Linked DNA regions of Rattus norvegicus: region 1 is linked to region 2. The links are chromatin contacts, called in public Hi-C maps. All regions are on one chromosome and are shown on one strand. The core of a region is the stretch at or near the end of the contact, and the rest is flanking DNA. Distances in the headings are between cores, read along the strand shown.

The links. A called contact is a pair of places that touch in the nucleus more often than the background predicts.
Region 1: a Hi-C map of Schwann cells shows a contact between it and region 2, with 8 times the contacts expected there. The contact joins the enhancer-like site here to the promoter of Ust in region 2. A contact is called at or near these places in 6 of 12 Hi-C or Micro-C datasets (the A7r5 cell line, the Rat2 cell line, Schwann cells and 3 more).

What each region holds. Positions count from the first base shown.
Region 1 is chr1:4,907,423-4,911,510 of GRCr8, reverse strand. No RefSeq gene overlaps it. Among named protein-coding and RNA genes, the nearest start is that of Rnu6-884, 33 kb to the right of the region's middle. Within about 2 kb of position 1,815, at least 21 of the 93 cell types and tissues checked have an H3K27ac peak or open chromatin away from gene starts, as enhancers often do. A contact at or near this core is called in Schwann cells, where this site is marked.
Region 2 is chr1:4,780,194-4,784,470 of GRCr8, reverse strand. It overlaps Ust (uronyl-2-sulfotransferase), which reads left to right and starts at 2,115. Exons shown (of 8, transcript NM_001108458.1): 1 at 2,115-2,738. The coding sequence starts at 2,489.

The DNA of each region.
Region 1 (4,088 bases), core at 566-3,065, 130 kb before region 2:
CCCTGTCTCCAAAACCAAGGAGGAGAGTAACAGGGGAAGCATTCAGTGTCAACAGCGGGTCTCCACACACATGTACATACACCACACACATCAATGACCTCAGCTGATATGTGAGCGATATAAGATAAAAGAAGCCTGTACTCTCTAGGAAACCGTAAAGAGAAAAAACCAGCAGTCACATGTTCGTTAAAATAAGCCATTTTAGAAGAAAACAATGGTAACAGATGACTTCAAATTTGCAAAGAATATCGATTAGGCAGAAACAGTAATGTTGATGCCAGCATCAATGTAGCTAAAACAGAAAATGTCGGGCTGGCGAGAGAGGAAGCAAAGGCAGGGTGCAGACTAACTCTGTTAGTTAGGCAGAGCACTAACTCCTTATCTATAAAAGCAAAACTCAGAATCAGGGTCAAGTGGAGACAGCTTACATCATGACACTACTTGGAAATGGAGAGGTTAATGTCATAAAGCAGATAAAGACTTGGATGTGGCCATCCCAGAGGAGCCTATGGGGGAGGCAGGGGACAACTGTCCATTGTTATCTGTCTTTGTCAGATAAAAAAAGTAACATAAACAATACTTACAAAAGTGGCTGACCATCTTACAGCATCTCAGGTTTCCGTAACGTGTCTTATTAAATTTCAAACGGCAATCCTTAGGTTTCCATGTATATTTAGAGAATTAACAAATTTTTACTCAAAATTTAAAAACTTTTACCATGCTGCATAGAGTCAGTTACTGAAATTTAAAAAAGATTCAAAGCATAAACAAAGAAATGACCTTCCAAGCTATCATTTACAAATAATATTCACTCCTCTCAGAAAGGGCTTCTACCCCTGAGTGGCAGTTTCCCCTCTTTCTGCTCTTTGTATTTTGGGGTACCCTCCCTAAAATCTTCTTCAAGATCTCCCTTGAGATTTTAGTGTGTGTGTTTTTACGTGTGTGTGGCTGCATACACACACACACACACACACACACACACACACACACACACACACACAGAGTTAGTGGACAACTTTGTGGAGTCAGTTTCTCTCCTTTCATCTTTTTGTGGGTTCTGGGGGAGTCTAACTCAGGTCGGCATGCCTGTGAGGCAAGCACCAGCACCCTTACCCACTGAGCCACACCACCTGCTTAAAATGTAATGCCTGTCTTTGGTTTAATTTCTTACAGTTAGGAGAGAGCTTTCAGCTATACTTCATGAATGATGCTTTAAACTTCTGCCCTATATACTGGTGTCATGCTTTGGGGACAAGGTCTATATTCCACTGGTATTTTGATCCCACCAATGTGTTTTTTAAAACAAGGTATTTCTTCATTGGAAGCAAAAAAAATGGAAATGAACGCTGATCTGAGCAGTGTCTTTGCTGCCCCCTACAGACTGGCACTGGAACTACATGTCCCTTTTGTAGTTTGTTCGGCTTTTTTTGTTGTTGTTGTTGTTGTTTTTGTTTTTGTTTTTGTTTTGTTTTTGAGGCAGAGCTTCACTATGCAGCCCAGCCTGGGTTTGTACTTCAAATCCTTCTGTCTCCACTTCCCAAGTACCACGATGGTAGGCATCCACCCCTTTATTGTTTATACGCCACTGCGTTTTATACTCTTTCTTTAACTGCTGAGTTATCGTAAGCAGTCAGATATCCTTGTCAGTGTTTATGGTGGTAGATGGCTACCTACGATGTAATGCATGGACTTTTAGAAAGTCATTACTTGGATCTTTAGGGCGCTTACTAATCCAGCCGGGAAGCCAGGAGCTCCTGGGGAATATCTAAAACAGCAAGGAAGTGCTCTGGTCAATAGAGGGCTCTCTTTCATGAGGAATTCAGTCAGCTTTTGAGAGGTAAAGAATGATGCACTCCAGCCGCAGGCAGGCCTCTGCTCTGTGCTGTCCTGTTAGGCAAAACGGCCTGCAATGAAAACTGGCTCTATGAGGATGAGTACAGTGCAGTGTCCTCAAATGGACGCAAGTTTGCATCAAAATTTAAGGCGGAATGGAAGAACTCAAGGAAATGCCCTACATCTAAACCCTGCATTTTCTGTAGAGACCCCGGCACATCATTCACAGAAGTGCTGCTCTTTGAGGATCTGCCCTATATATAATCCCTAGTGGACTATGCATGACAATTCACTAGAATAAAAGGCAAAAAGACTTTGGAGCATATCTAACCTTTATATGAAATACAATTTAATCACTGCATGCTATATATATTTATATGTACATGCATATACTTATACATAAATATATATATAGTGGTGATTTGAATATGTTTGACCCATGGGAAGTGGTACTATTAGGAGGTATGGCCTTTTTGGAGGTATACCCTTGTTAGAGGAAGTGTATCACTGTTGGGGTGATTTTGAAGTCTCCTCCTATGCTCAAGGTCCATCCAGTATAGATGATAGCCTTCTCCTGGCTGCTTGCAGAAGTGGGTCTCCTGCTGCTGCCTTTGGATCAAGCTATAGAACTCTCAGCAGTTGTGCTTCTGACCATGATGACAATGGACTGAACCTCTGACACTGTAAGCCAGTCCCAATTAAATGTTTTCTTGATTAGAGTTGCCTTGGTCATGGTGTCTCTTCACAGCAATAAAAAACCTTAACTAAGACACACACACACACACACACACACACACACACACACACACACACTCAATATGGCTGGTGTCCATTGCCTTCTATCACTGAGAAAAATGTTCTGTAACATGACAATCAGGACAAAGGGTGACAAAAACCTACTTGTGCTCTATGAAGAATTTCCCAGGGGTTTCTATTTTCATGGTAACTAAGTGCTTTTTGAATTATATTACAGAATCTCCCAGAAACAGTCCTCACAGAACAGACAAGGGAACATCAATAACACAAGCCCACCCACACACCATCAATAGAGGCAGGATGACCTCAGAATGACTTCCTCACCAATAACATTAAGGTGAATATCAGTGGTCCTCTAATTATGTCTTCTAAGAAGGTGGTTCTAAAAAACTAAAAATGATCTGGAAGAGACTCAAAACAGAGATCCTCACACATTCTCTCAGACAATAAAACTTCACTGGACTCTGGACATGGAACAAAGGACATGCACTTTACAGAGGGAAAGACAATTTCGACTTCGGCACCCGAAGGATGAAAAGAGATCTTTCTAATCAGAATAATAAAAGGATGCATCTCAGTGAGTGTCTCTCCATAGTACGCTTGTAGCACTTTTGTCTACTCAGACTTTACACATCGATTTTCTGTTACGCCAGATGAAAATGTAATACTTCTGTGTTCCTCCGCCCTCAACCTCTAGTCCTCTTCTCCCATAGCACTGTTTCATTCCTGGAGAAATCAATAAAGACATTGATGTTAGGGTGTTCCTATGAGGAACGTTCAATGCGGCTCCGCTGGTGGTGGGAAGGAAGGTTCCCAACACCTAACGACTCAGCTATCACCCAGGCTCAGACGGCTCTGAGTCAGTCCACCCGGACATCTACTCCATCTACGTACTGATGGAGTTTGTGAAGGAGCCAGTCCTCTAGAACGAGAGCCACAGGATCTCTGGGAAATAGCGGGATAGTTAAAAGGAGCCTCAGAGATGGTCTAGTATTGATGGTGTGTCAGCCAAAAATGAACATTTAGACGTAAAGCTGTTTGGGGAATATTTTGTGTGTGTGTGTGTGTGTGTGTGTGTGTGTGTGTGTGTGTGTGTATTGCATGACACACTACAGCTGCCAATGCTACTACCAAGGAATATGTGATGGAGAGGTGGGCAAGATGGAGTAGTGGAGAGGTTTGTGCACAGGGGAGAGAGGTGAAACCAGAGGCGTGACAAGTGTCACAGGTATCAGAGACCACGGTTAATGGAGGAACAGGTCATTACCCAGTAGGGTCTGGAGGGTGACGTCCAGCAGCAGCCTGGTCCTTCAGTAGACTCAGCCCCGAACAAGCTGCCCGACCACCCAACCATCCTGGCTCTGAACTGCTACGGGATGTTCGTGACGAGGAACGGTTCGTTTACTGGATTGGACCTTTCTGAAAGTCCCTCATTGGTCCATACTTCTCCAGGAGGCCATGGTCCAAACTTTGGAACCCATGTTGATGTCTGTGGGCAG
Region 2 (4,277 bases), core at 866-3,365:
GGCTGGACACTCCTACATTATAACAGACAACTAATCCAGTCTAGGCAATTCTTTTTTTTTTTAATAATTGTTTTTGTTTTGTTTGTTTATTTAATGTATATGCGTACACTGTTGCTGTCTTCAGGCACACCAGAAGAGGGCATCAGATCCCATTACAGATGGTTGTGAGCCACCATGTGGTTGCTGGGATTTGAACTCAGGACCTCTGGAAGCAGTCAGTGCTCTTAACCGCTGAGCCATCTCTGCAGCCCTAGGCAATTCTTTTTTTTTTTTTTTTCTATTTTTTCGGAGCTGGGGACCGAACCCAGGGCCTTGCGCTTGCTAGGCAAGCGCTCTACCACTGAGCTAAATCCCCAACTAGGCAATTCTTTAATTGAGGTTCTTTCCAGCGATTCTAGGTTGTGACTGTGACATTTAAAACTAACCAGCTTGCGTTCTGCCCTTCAGTTTGAATTCTTACTCCCAGCGTCCCATTCCTCAATTTTCTGTGGAGTAATCTCTGGAGGGACAAGGTTTTAAAAGTTTTCAGGAAGACAGTCCTGGAGTTACGAGGCTCTTAACCGACCTGTCCCCCATCTCCTGATTACTGGAATATTTAGAATGAGTTGGGGATCAGAGATGAGAGGTAACAGAATCACGTGGCCCCAGCTAAATGGTCTTTTTTGCTAATTGCAGGGAAACCATGAAGAAATCTGGCCAGTGCCAGATTTGCAGTGGTTAATATATCTGTCTTGTTCACCATCCTACCTTCTTATGTCACTAAATGTCATGTTTGTTGGCGACTTAACGCGCAGCTGGAAAAGAAAAACCTTATTGAGGAACTGTCTCCAACAGATTGGTCTTTGCTCATACCCGGGGAGCATTTTCGTGATTGCTAGTTGATGTAGGAAGGCCAGCCCACAGCTGGCTGAACTATTCCTAAGCAGGTGGGCCTGGGATGTGTAAGAAAGACAGCAGTAAGGTGAACCTGGAAGCCGCGGGTAAGCACATTACTCCATAGTTTCTGCTCCAGTTCCTGCTTGTAGGTTCCTCCTGCCTCGGCTTCCTTCCATAATGGACTGTAACTGGTTAGCCAAACAAATCCTTTTCTTCTCCATGTTATTTTGGGCCAATGGTGTTTATTAAAGTCACAGAAAAACAATCTAGGACACTGGAAACACAATGTAACTCTCTGGCCATATTACTTCTGTAGCTGGTGATTAGTAAAATACAAAACAAAAAACGACTAAGTGTGCCTGATAGAGCAGCACTGTCAAGTATCACCAGTTCCGTTCTCCATAGGTGTCTGAGAAGCTTAAGTTCTAGAAACTTCCTAGCGGTGGGAAGAGAGATAGTGAAACAGGTACCTGAGTGCACAGAGCATCCACTTTTTCTATCTGCTATAAGGACTTCCTGGAGTCAGCTTAGTACCCCTGTTTCCAGTGGAGTGCTTGTAGGACCAGGGAGGGCAAGAAAAAAGCGCCCTCTGATTCTCAGCCAGGGGCGTGCAGGCGCTACCCGCCTGGCCCTGACCGGCGTGTTTCATTAAAAAACCTACCTATTGCCTTTTTATCGTCCGGGCTAGGTGTTGAACCCATATCCCAGCACACTGTATCGGCCTTTGGTAGATGGGTCGCTTGGGATATAGAAAGAGAATCAAGTTCTCAAAATGAAAAGACAAACGTAGTCAAATCCTCCAACTCGGCGACTGTTTATGAGAGCGAAGTCAGCGGGGCCCCAAGAGGTCGCTGGTAGCGCAGGAACCGAGACCGGATTGTAGAGAACGGAGGGGGAGGCGGGGGTGGGGGAGACGACAAACCACACACCCAGAAACTTTCTTCCTTGTTGCTGATCCTCGGCCCCCTCCTCCCTCCCTGCCCGCCCCAGCAGAAGCCGTAACGTGACACCGAGTCCAGCGTCGAGACCCGGGGTGGAGAGGGAGGGGAGTGTGGGGAGGGAGGAGAGCCGGCCGCCTTGAGCCGGAGAGAAAGAGGAGAGGAGGAGAGGCGAGGAGGGAAGGGAAGGGAAGCCCCTGTCAAGGAGGTGGAGCGAGAGGGTGGTGTCCGCCTCCTGATCCTCCCTGCCTTGAGCTAGCCGAGCCTGATCCGGGACCAAACACGCCGCCCGCGACCCACACAAAGCCCGGGGGGTCCACGCTGGCGCTGGAGGCGAGCCGGGAGCGAGCCCGGGGCGCGGCGGGACTTGGGGCGCAGGGCTGCCACGGGACACGGGGCTGCTAGTGGGACGCGCGACCGGGCGTGGGTTGCAATCGCTACCCTCTACGGCGGGGCCCGGAACATCTTGGGCCCTTTGGGGCCGCAGCGAGCGGTGGGGACCAAGATGAGCAGAGTACCCTGAGCCCGGCAACTTCGGCCCCTCCCCGCCCCCACTCGGCTGCCCACAGTGCGTCCCTCTCCATGTGCAGACGGCCGGCCAGGCGCTCCGGCTGGCGGCGGATGGGTGACCTCTTCCTGGCCCGGGCGGGCTGTGCGAGGCGGCGGAGCGGGCGATGAAGAAGAAGCAGCAGCAGCATCCCGGCGGCGGCGCGGATCCCTGGCCCCATGGGGCCCCTGTGGGGGGCGCCCCTCCGTGCCTGGGCAGCTGCAAGCGCCGGATCCCGCTGCTGCCTTTCCTGCGCTTCTCCCTCCGGGACTACGGTTTCTGCATGGCTACGCTGCTGGTCTTCTGCCTGGGCTCCCTTTTCTACCAGCTCAGCGGGGGACCCCCTCGTTTTCTACTCGACCTGCGGCAGTATTTGGGTAAGAAAGGACTGCGCCGGACCCCGCAAAGTTGGGCACCCGGGGAAAGGATGATAAGTGGGGAAATCTCTAAAGCTGTCACGGCCACCACGGTCCCTGAGACTCCCCAGGTGGGATGCCAACCAGCGTCCATCCCTGCGTGCGGCAGCTGGGAGCGCCTGCTCCCTACTGCACTCCAGGCAGTCCGCAGGCGCCGCGGGGCGCCGGGCAGGTGTCCCAAGTCCTGAGGTCTCGTACCCGTCCCCATATCGCCACTCCAACTGGGGCAGAGTAGACAGGAGCATGTTTATGAGTGTTTGTGTGTACTCTGGCCTGGCGGTGCGTGGACAGTCTCTGTGATGTGGTTAAAGACTTACGATCCTGTCCCGTCTGGCTTTCTGAGTTGTGTGGGTTGGTTTAGCCCCGTTTCCCAGTCACTTTTAGCTATTCTATCCGGTGGGTTCCCCTTTTGTGAGTTGGCCCAGGTGATTCCATCCTTAGGTTGGTTTGTTCCTTGGCAGCACCTGCGCACCCCGCGGACTGCAGCGAGAGTGCAGGAGAAATTGGTGCTGTCTTTAGGTGCCAGTCAGCTGTGTCGCCTTCTGTGACCTGTCGAACTTCCACCATGTATGTGTCTCAGGTCAACTTTTTTTCTTCTTGGTTCGTGGCTGAATAAGGAAGAGGTCGGAACCCAAGAAAACAGATTTCAGTGAGGTGTTACCTCCCTCCTCTCTCATCCATGATTCTGAGTGCCAAGGTTTGGCCTGCACTCGCCCAGGTCCCTGGGATGATGCTGGCTCATAAGCCTTGGCTAAGGGAGGATGTAAATACCTTGACTTCTGTGGCCAGAAGAGGTCGTGCAGAGGTTGTCTCTGAGGTGGTAAATCTGAGTGGAAGAAGCTACAGTGGCCATCTGCAGGCCCAGAGTCAGTTCAGGTTCATCAAAGTGCTGGGACAAGAATGGGCCAAACTGGCGACTCACAGTTACCTCAAAGGTCCCTTTCCTCACAGAAGCCACACATCTAGTAACAGCAGGCCTGTTTGGAAGGAAAAGAACCAAGAAAGCCACAAAAAACCACACCAATAAAGTGTTTGGGAGTGGTGTAAGCTGATAAAATCGTATTGCTTCCTCGGACAGAAGCTGGGATTTTTTTTTTTTTTAAAGTTAAAATTTCATTTCAGGTAAAACATTGGGGGCACTGTGATTTCACAGGAACCTCTGTGGAAGATTAAAGAGAAAATATTGCCTTTGTCAGATTTCTGAAGCGTAATTCTCAGCATCCGGCTTTATGGTTTTAGGTTAATAGCCCTTTTTATTGGTGAGAGTAACCTCTTCATTCTCTGTTCTACGTTTTGGAACCTTGAACCTTCCTTCCTGCTTTCAGACGCCCGCTCTTGCTCTTGGTCATTTCATCTTCACTATCAGGAACTAGTGTCCACTCCTGTTGGTCAGCACTGAAGCTCAGGGCTACTCTTCCATAGAATCTGTTGTGCACCACCCACCACCAAAAGCTCTTTTAAGTTAAGTGTGGCGGTCCAGGGTGCAGAGCTTCCTCCTAT